Regions from separate parts of the Mus musculus genome. Here region 1 is linked to region 2. The links are chromatin contacts, called in public Hi-C maps. All regions are on one chromosome and are shown on one strand. The core of a region is the stretch at or near the end of the contact, and the rest is flanking DNA. Distances in the headings are between cores, read along the strand shown.

The links. A called contact is a pair of places that touch in the nucleus more often than the background predicts.
Region 1: a Hi-C map of Th1 cells shows a contact between it and region 2, with 2.2 times the contacts expected there. The contact joins two enhancer-like sites. A contact is called at or near these places in 4 of 484 Hi-C or Micro-C datasets (Th1 cells, bone marrow-derived DN3 thymocytes, macrophages and 1 more) and 2 of 115 datasets of contacts at active chromatin or transcription factors (CD8 T cells and bone marrow-derived dendritic cells).

The regions. Positions count from the first base shown.
Region 1 is chr2:52,523,444-52,527,037 of GRCm38.p6, forward strand. All of the region lies in intron 2 of Cacnb4 (calcium channel, voltage-dependent, beta 4 subunit), which reads right to left. Among named protein-coding and RNA genes, the nearest start is that of A430018G15Rik, 100 kb to the left of the region's middle. Within about 2 kb of position 1,453, at least 28 of the 459 cell types and tissues checked have an H3K27ac peak or open chromatin away from gene starts, as enhancers often do. A contact at or near this core is called in CD8 T cells and Th1 cells, where this site is marked.
Region 2 is chr2:52,453,426-52,457,446 of GRCm38.p6, forward strand. Cacnb4 (calcium channel, voltage-dependent, beta 4 subunit) reads right to left here. Exons shown (of 14, transcript NM_001037099.2): 10 at 2,175-2,284. Among named protein-coding and RNA genes, the nearest start is that of A430018G15Rik, 30 kb to the left of the region's middle. Within about 2 kb of position 2,361, at least 25 of the 459 cell types and tissues checked have an H3K27ac peak or open chromatin away from gene starts, as enhancers often do. A contact at or near this core is called in CD8 T cells and Th1 cells, where this site is marked.

The DNA.
Region 1 (3,594 bases), core at 203-2,702, 69 kb after region 2:
CTGTTACACCGGTCACGAGTTCACTTTCTATAGAGCCAATATGACCCATAACCTGAGCGTTGCTTCATCCCTTCACCCGGTGTCACAGTTCTGGTTGGGACAAAGATGATGATAATCAGGAAGTGCTACTGAAAGGGAGACCCTACACAAGCACCAGGAAATCTTTATCAGGTGTCACAATCAGTGTGTTTGTTAAAATGGCTTCTCAACTTGACCAAGGATGCTAGATGTTCATCAGAAGGAAAGCCACAGTCAGTGAAGGGAAAGCACTCAGGGTTTGGAGTCGATTTTATTCCAGGACTAGCTCTCTCAAGGACTCCCTGTGCCAACTTAGAGACACCAGAAAGCCTCGTCTCCTGCATGGGCATGGGTAGGTATGCCTGAATCTCTGTTTCGCCATCTATAAATGGGATAAAGACAGTGTGTCATCTACAGTGTTGTTAAGAGGGGTTGGTGATTCCCCCCACAAATGGGTTACTATTTACCATTCCATCCCTGCCTAACCAGGAGCCCTTCCCAGCTTCTCATTCCCTGATACTCTCAAAGAGTTTGTCAAATGCAAGTTACAAGTTAGACGTCCATAAGCAAGAAGGTTTGTAACTTAACTTCTAGCCTTGTTAAAAATGACCTCAGACTGGCTCGCAGATGCAAATACAAACCACTAAGCTGGAAAACAGTGTAATCGCTGTAAGACCTGGCTAAGCAGAGAGCTCTTACCCTTGACACCAAAGCACAGACGATGGAGAATTCATAAGCTGGACTTCACCAAAAATTATAAAAAAACTACTTAAAAGGAGAAGATGTACCAAGGTGTGATTCAATGGTTAAGTAGCAGCTTAGCATGTGCCAGGTCCTGAGTTCAGTGTCCAGTATCACACACACACACACACACACACACACACACACACACACTTATACACTGGGAAATCTCATCTGTACAGGACTCCTTCAAATTGAGAGAATGTTGCAGAGTTTTCCCTGTCCAATTACATGAGTGCAGTGATTGCACAGGGAAAAGGGAGGCAGAGCTAAGAGTGGCAGGGAAAGAGAGAGAGCGCATCTTAGGGTAGGAAGAAAAGAAAAAAAAAAGGGTTGGTGAGTTAATACATACAAAGCCAGAACACTGGCTGGCACAAGGCATCATATAAATGGTAGCTATTCCTGTTCTTGCAGTAGTGTTGATATAATTTAATTCTATTAACATTACAAATGACTCTCCGATGAGGTTTCAGTAACCAACTTTCTTGGTTTGCCTGCGACAAGATAGTTCTAGGCGGTGGCCACCCTGGGGCACCTCAATTTCATTATCACTCTCTCTCCTAAAGGTTGTAACTGAACGTCAAGTGACAGGAGAATGCGTTGCTCATCTTTCAGTGGTGTTCCTGGGGTTTTATGATGATCTCACCAACACAGCTAACCAAGTGCTAAGGGCATGTGGCATGAGATGGCTGATGTGGGTTCTGGTGGGCACTCTACAGTCAGGAGAACGGTACTTCAGCCTGGCCTTCCACAGGAGGAGTCTGGAACTTTGGGAGTGCGGGTGAAAAACAGGAAGTGGAGAAATAAAGATCAGATGGGTGTGGTCCTCCTTCAGGATGTTGTCAGAAAGTAGTCAGGTGAGGAGGTGACTCTGGAGGTTGATGGTAATCCTGAACCCTTTAAATATCTGTGTCTGTGTCTGTGTCTGTGTCTGTGTCTGTGTCTGTGTCTGTGTCTGTGTCTGTGTCTGTGTCTGTGTCTGTGTCTGTGTCTGTGTCTGTGTCTGTCTCTGTCTCTGTCTCTGTCTCTGTCTCTATCTATCTATCTATCTATCTATCTATGAATAACACTGATGCCCTGTGCTACAACTCGTGGTGTGACATGTGCTTACAGCCTGACACCTGAGTTCACTCCGATCACCCAAGGAGAGAGAAACATCAAATGAGAACCATCCTGTGTATGGCCGATGTGAATAAAAGAACAGTCCTCAGAAAAAAACCCACCCAGCTAAGAAGAAGGGATGACATCAGACCTCTAGAACAGGCCGCTGTGGGCAGCACCACCTGCTGTCACGTCAGTTCCACCACAAAGCCGAAGTCCCTGGTGGATTCTGAATGGTTCTCCAGAAACTAGAAGCTAGCCAACTTTCCCTTAGGATTTTACTGCAAAGTGACCTGCGACCACATTTGCACCATAGTTCCTTCGGGAATTCTGTATCTCTCACACACACTCAATAGCCGGAGCTGGGTCCCAAGCAGCCCTGAGACTGTCCATGCACCTGCCAAATGCACTTCTGGAAATACTTGCTGCAAGCTCATTCAGTCTGAGAAGATGCTCTGATTCAGGAAAGGCTATGTGTGAGGTCTTCTGGCGGGGGAGGGGTCTGTCTGTGAGAGCAGGTACTGCCAGCTCGACTTGCCTGCTCTGAGCCTACTAACAAGCACTTTCTACAGGCACCTGCCCATTACAGAACCCAACAGGGAGACAGAGCTCAGCTCGCCTTCAGCATTATAAAAATGTCCACTTGTTGGCTGACTAGTCTCTGGCTTACAAAATCAACCGGCGGGGGTGAGAGAAGAAAGGGCAATGGAGACGCAGACGTAGAGAAGAGAAGTACTGAGGACTCATTCCTTGGCTGAGGTTGCAGAGGTGGGTGAGGTCACGCTGAAGCTCAACCCAGGAGCAGTGACTCACTGGAAGCTTGCTTGGGCTTTTGGTGTTTGACATGCATGCACAAAGCAATGTGTGTACAGAGCCAGCGTCACTACTGCATTTACCACATTTGCTAAAAATCCCTTATGGGGAATTGGCAATGAACCTGGTATCATTTTTTTCTCCTAGAGACCTCAATTAAAAAAAAAAAAAAAAAAGAATTCTTTCCTCTCCTGCACCCAGCATTTCCTGAGTCTTTCCTGTTGAGCTGCAATCAGAAGGCACCAGCCCTACCTAGCAGATGCTTGCAAAGGTTATATAACATATGCCTCGCAAGCAACTGGCAAAAGACAGTCACTCCCATTGAGGTCCTTGAACGTCTATTACTGTGCTCTGACGGGGAGGTCCTAAAAGCAGACTAAACTGGTGTGTGAAGCTGCTCTCGCAAAGTGCCTCTCAGTATCTCTGAGCCTGGCTACAGTGCAAAATATGAGTAGGTGGGATCTAGGTGGTGGAATGAATACCAAGGCTTCATATCTCTTCCCTTACTCCACAGAAACCTTGAAAGTTTGGGTGTAAACCGGACGTTATTGTGGATGCCAGGAAGTGCTTGCTGATAGAAGCCTGATATGGCGGTCTCCTGAGAGGCTCTGACAGAGCCTGACAAATACAGAGGAGGAAGCTCACAGCCATCCATTGGACTGAGCTCCAGGTCCCTGATGGAGGAGTTGGAGAAGGGACTGAAGGAGCTGAGGGGATTTGCAGCCCCATGGAGGGGAGCAAAAGTGTCAACTGATCAGACACCTGGAGCTTCTGGGGACTGGGCCACCAACCAAAAAATATACATGGAAGGACCCATGGCACTGGCCACATATGTGGCAGAGGATGGCCTTGTTGGACATCAATGGGAGGAGAGGTCCTCAGGCCTGAGGGTGTTTGATGCCTCAGTGTAGGGGAATGCCA
Region 2 (4,021 bases), core at 1,111-3,610:
CCAGAAGACTAAACTCAGTTTTCAGCATCCATATTACGATCACCTGTAATCCTGCTCCAGGGGACCAGAGGATCGATCTCTCTGGCCTTCTCACCCACCCACATTCACGTGGCATACACACACAAATAAAGAGACAATCTTCTTTTAAAATATGAATTTAAGTAGACGAAATACATATCACTTTCACATTATTCAATACTAATGACCTGAAAGGCTCCATCCTGATGCTCCAGTAACCAGCTTTCAGGGTAGCTATTTAAGAAAATCTCTGCCAAGTTCTCATGAGATAATAGTCTACATTTGTTAGTAATAATGAACATATATCCAGTTTTTCCCCTAGCACATCAGAAGCAATTTAAAAAGAAATTTTTCTCAAGAAGGCCATTTGGAAAATAAGGCCAATTTTTCCTGCAGTCCGTTTCAGCAGAAGGATGTTGGGGTAGGTCCTCGATTTGTGCTTTAATTGATTTGCCACAGTTTTAAAGAAGCAGTTCTAGGCAGAACTACAGCAGAACAAGCTGACATTGTTTTAGTTCCAAGCCTCACATATCATTATAAAATAATGTAAAATCACATTTGATATTTTTTCTGAAGAAACGAAAAGGCAGCAATACAAATGGCACTGCCCCAGGACCCAGAATCCACAAGGCGCTCTAAGTCTCGGTCCAAATAGCTCAGAAACACCAGGGTTTTATTTCCTATGCACCAGCAATGAACTGGAGTGTAGGTTCATAGTCACTGCTGCAATGCTCAAAGCCCTTGGGCAATGGCCCTGTGCTGTAAGCAGTGGTGGAACTTGGGTAGAGAAGGAGGCCATATCACATAGTGGGTGATGAGCCCAGTACTTGGAAAATCTGTATACACAGTATAATAAGCAAATTACAGGCATAAGGGAGGCAAAGGCCCTTTTATTTACCTATCTCATCTTCTTCAAGAAAGGCAACAATCAGACAGGTTCTCAGAGGGGTGCTAAGGGAACCTTCTTTGTAAATTTGTTGCTGGTAAACAAAGCTGGGACAGTCATAGACTCTGGTGCTGGAGGCCCTTCATAAACACTCTTTACCACTAGACTGGAGTGTTTCAGCATTTTTGGAACTAGTGATGTTCCTTGTGTTTGGCTACTTGCTTGCTTTTGAGACAAGGTCTTCTGTAGTCTATGCTGGCCTTGAACTCCTGGTCCTCTTGACTCCACTCCCAGGTGCTGGATTTACAGATGTTCATCTCCCTCTCTCAGCTCCCAAAACTGTTATTATTTTTTCCATGGGCTCAGGGGAACATTTCCCAAAGTGGCTCACTTCTATGCACACACCAACTCATTGAGAACTTTATAGTCTCCCTCATGGGAAGATTTGTAAAGATGCTTTCCAACAAGTACCCAGAAAAGACAAGTTTAAGTTCTCTGCATGGCCATCATGGTAGCCACCATTTCTACTGAAAGGTGTGACTCTTCTGAGTCTACCAGTTGGCCACACAAGAATATCATTACCTTCCCTCTCTAAACATCTTCTTTCCTTCCATGTCAGCCATGTGTCGCCTACAACAGAAGCTTATTGGGATGTTTGGGGGAAGGAGATAGGTGGTTCCCCATGGTGCAACAGCAACTGGGTAGAGGGGCCTGAGGAGGTCGGCTCCCACCACACTAAGTGTCTAGAAGTGAGAGGGGGAGGAAGAAGAGTGAGGGAGGGAGGGAGGGAGGGAGGGAGAGAGGGAGGGAGAGAGGGAGGGAGAGAGGGAGGAGGAAGGGAGGGAGGGAGAGAGACAGGAAGAGAGGAGGAGGAAGAGAAAGGTAGGGAGGGAGAGACAGACAGGAAGAGGGGAGGAGGAAGAAGAAGGGAGGAAGGGAGAGACAGACAGAAAGACAGAGACAGAGAGACAGACAGAGACAGAGAGGGGGGAGAAGGAGGAGGGAGGGAGAGGGGAGAGAGACAGAGATGGAGGCAGAAAGAGGATGAGGAAGAAGGGAGGAAGAGAGGGAGGAGGGAGGGAGGGAGGGAGGGAGGGAGGGAGGGAGGGAGGGAGAAAAGGATTCTGGCTGCTGCAAGGACTCTGCCCCTGTCCTGTCCAACGGCTGGCTTTCTCCACAGATATTCAGTACTTCTCCAGGTAGGTCAGTGCCCAAGTAGGACAAGATATTCCCCACCCATACACCGAATGCCCATATGAAAACATCTTACCTAAGCTGGATCTGGTGTTGGAACGTTCAATTATTGCTCTCTTGCTAGGATTGTTGAGGACAGATCTCTTAGCAAGAGAAATGTCAGCTGTCACTCTTGTTATTGATATCCTAGGAAGAGGAACACAGAACAGGACAAGCCAGTAAAAATGTCATGTGGCTTTCTGAGTGACTCATAGCTGCAGTGCTTAGCAGATACTTCACATACTACCACAGAACCACCGTACAGTAAACGTCAGCCACAAGGATTTTAAACAGACTCTGGCTCGTATTAAAACAGAAACAATGAATGGCGGCAGGCTTTGGCTCTGTAGCTGAAAACCACTCCAGTGAAAATGGGCTCCCTCCATTATGGCCTGCCTGGCCAAGTTGCCTTTAAAGCACACAGCACACCAGGAGGGAATCAAAACATGAATTAGGCATGCTCTTTCTAGGAAATAGCTATACAGTTTCCTCAAAACTCACAGTTGATTTGCTCTTGAACAAGCCCTTCAGGATACACAACTGCTCTGCCCTAACACCGTTGGCTGAAAAGGGAAAGCTTCATTTGATCACAGAAAAAACAAAACAAACCCAACCAGTTGGTAACTAAGTTGTGTTTCTTGGCTCAGTAGTTAATCTCTAATATATGAAGTGTTTCTCCACAGACCCAAGAGGAGCTTTGTGGGTAGGATGTGAGAAATATGGTTTCCTTTCTGCAGGCATGGAAGCCTCAGTATAGGATCTGAGCACATCTGGTGTGCACTTGTGCACATCTGGTTGGCACTCATGACCCCAGTCGCTGAAGTCAATGTGAGCACTGGAGTTATGATAAGTTAGGACACACACACACCTTGCTGCCATGGAAGACTAAAGCAGAGACTTTGTATGGAGAGAGGGGAACAGCTGGACCACACATTATCAAATGATGGTTTGTAGATTTTATTGTTTTAAAATAATTTTTAACGGAGACCGCTCAGCTTCCAACTATTGTCTGTAGAATTCAAAGCTGGTCCACCTAGGACAATCAGAGAAATCCACAGACCTTCCCTACCCTCATCTGCACAGCATGGGTGAGTTCATAAAGGGAGGATCGCTTCCCTTGATCCTCTTAGCAGACTTATTCTTCTCCAGGGCTGAACTTCTTTGAACTTCATGAATTTAATTACACGTCCTCCCATTCCTCCTGTTTTTGGCCATTCTAAGTCTGGAGGCTCTGGTGACTAGAAGCCTTAGGGAGGACCAAAAATTGTCCTTTTCATAAAGGCTCGGGAACGAACAAACATTTTTTGAGGCAGAGTCTCTCAATATGTATCTAGATAACTTTGAGTTCCTAATCCTCCTGCCTCAGCCTCCTTTGTCCAGGAGCCATAGGTATCCACCACTGTGCTCAAGTTTTACAGCAATAGAATGTACAGAAGTTGTAGCGGGATACTGAAGCCAAGTGGTGCTGGCCTGGGTGGCTGCATCTATAAGCTGCAGGTGCTTGGAATACCACCGTGTTCTAACTTCTTGAACCTTTATGCCTTGATAATTATTTAAGGCAGCATCAAATTATCCCGTGTAGCAATAAAAGTTGTGAGGAGATTTCCTGGGACCGCTGTGAGCATCAACATGGGCAGAGCTTATACTTCTGAACTTCTCTCTCCTATGTCGAGCTCACTCATAATTTCATTGTTTTGTTAAAGAAAAAAAGGAAAAAAAGGCAAAAAAGAAAAGTTCAACTGAGCTGCATGACATCAGAAAACACTGGTGAGCAACTTCCACCTTCTCCTAAGAAGGAAACTGAGAACAGAGAGAATCTGCTCCATTCCAGGCAACGAGGATCTAGAGGCCTTCACTGTAGGAAGGAGCTTGGTCACCAGTTCT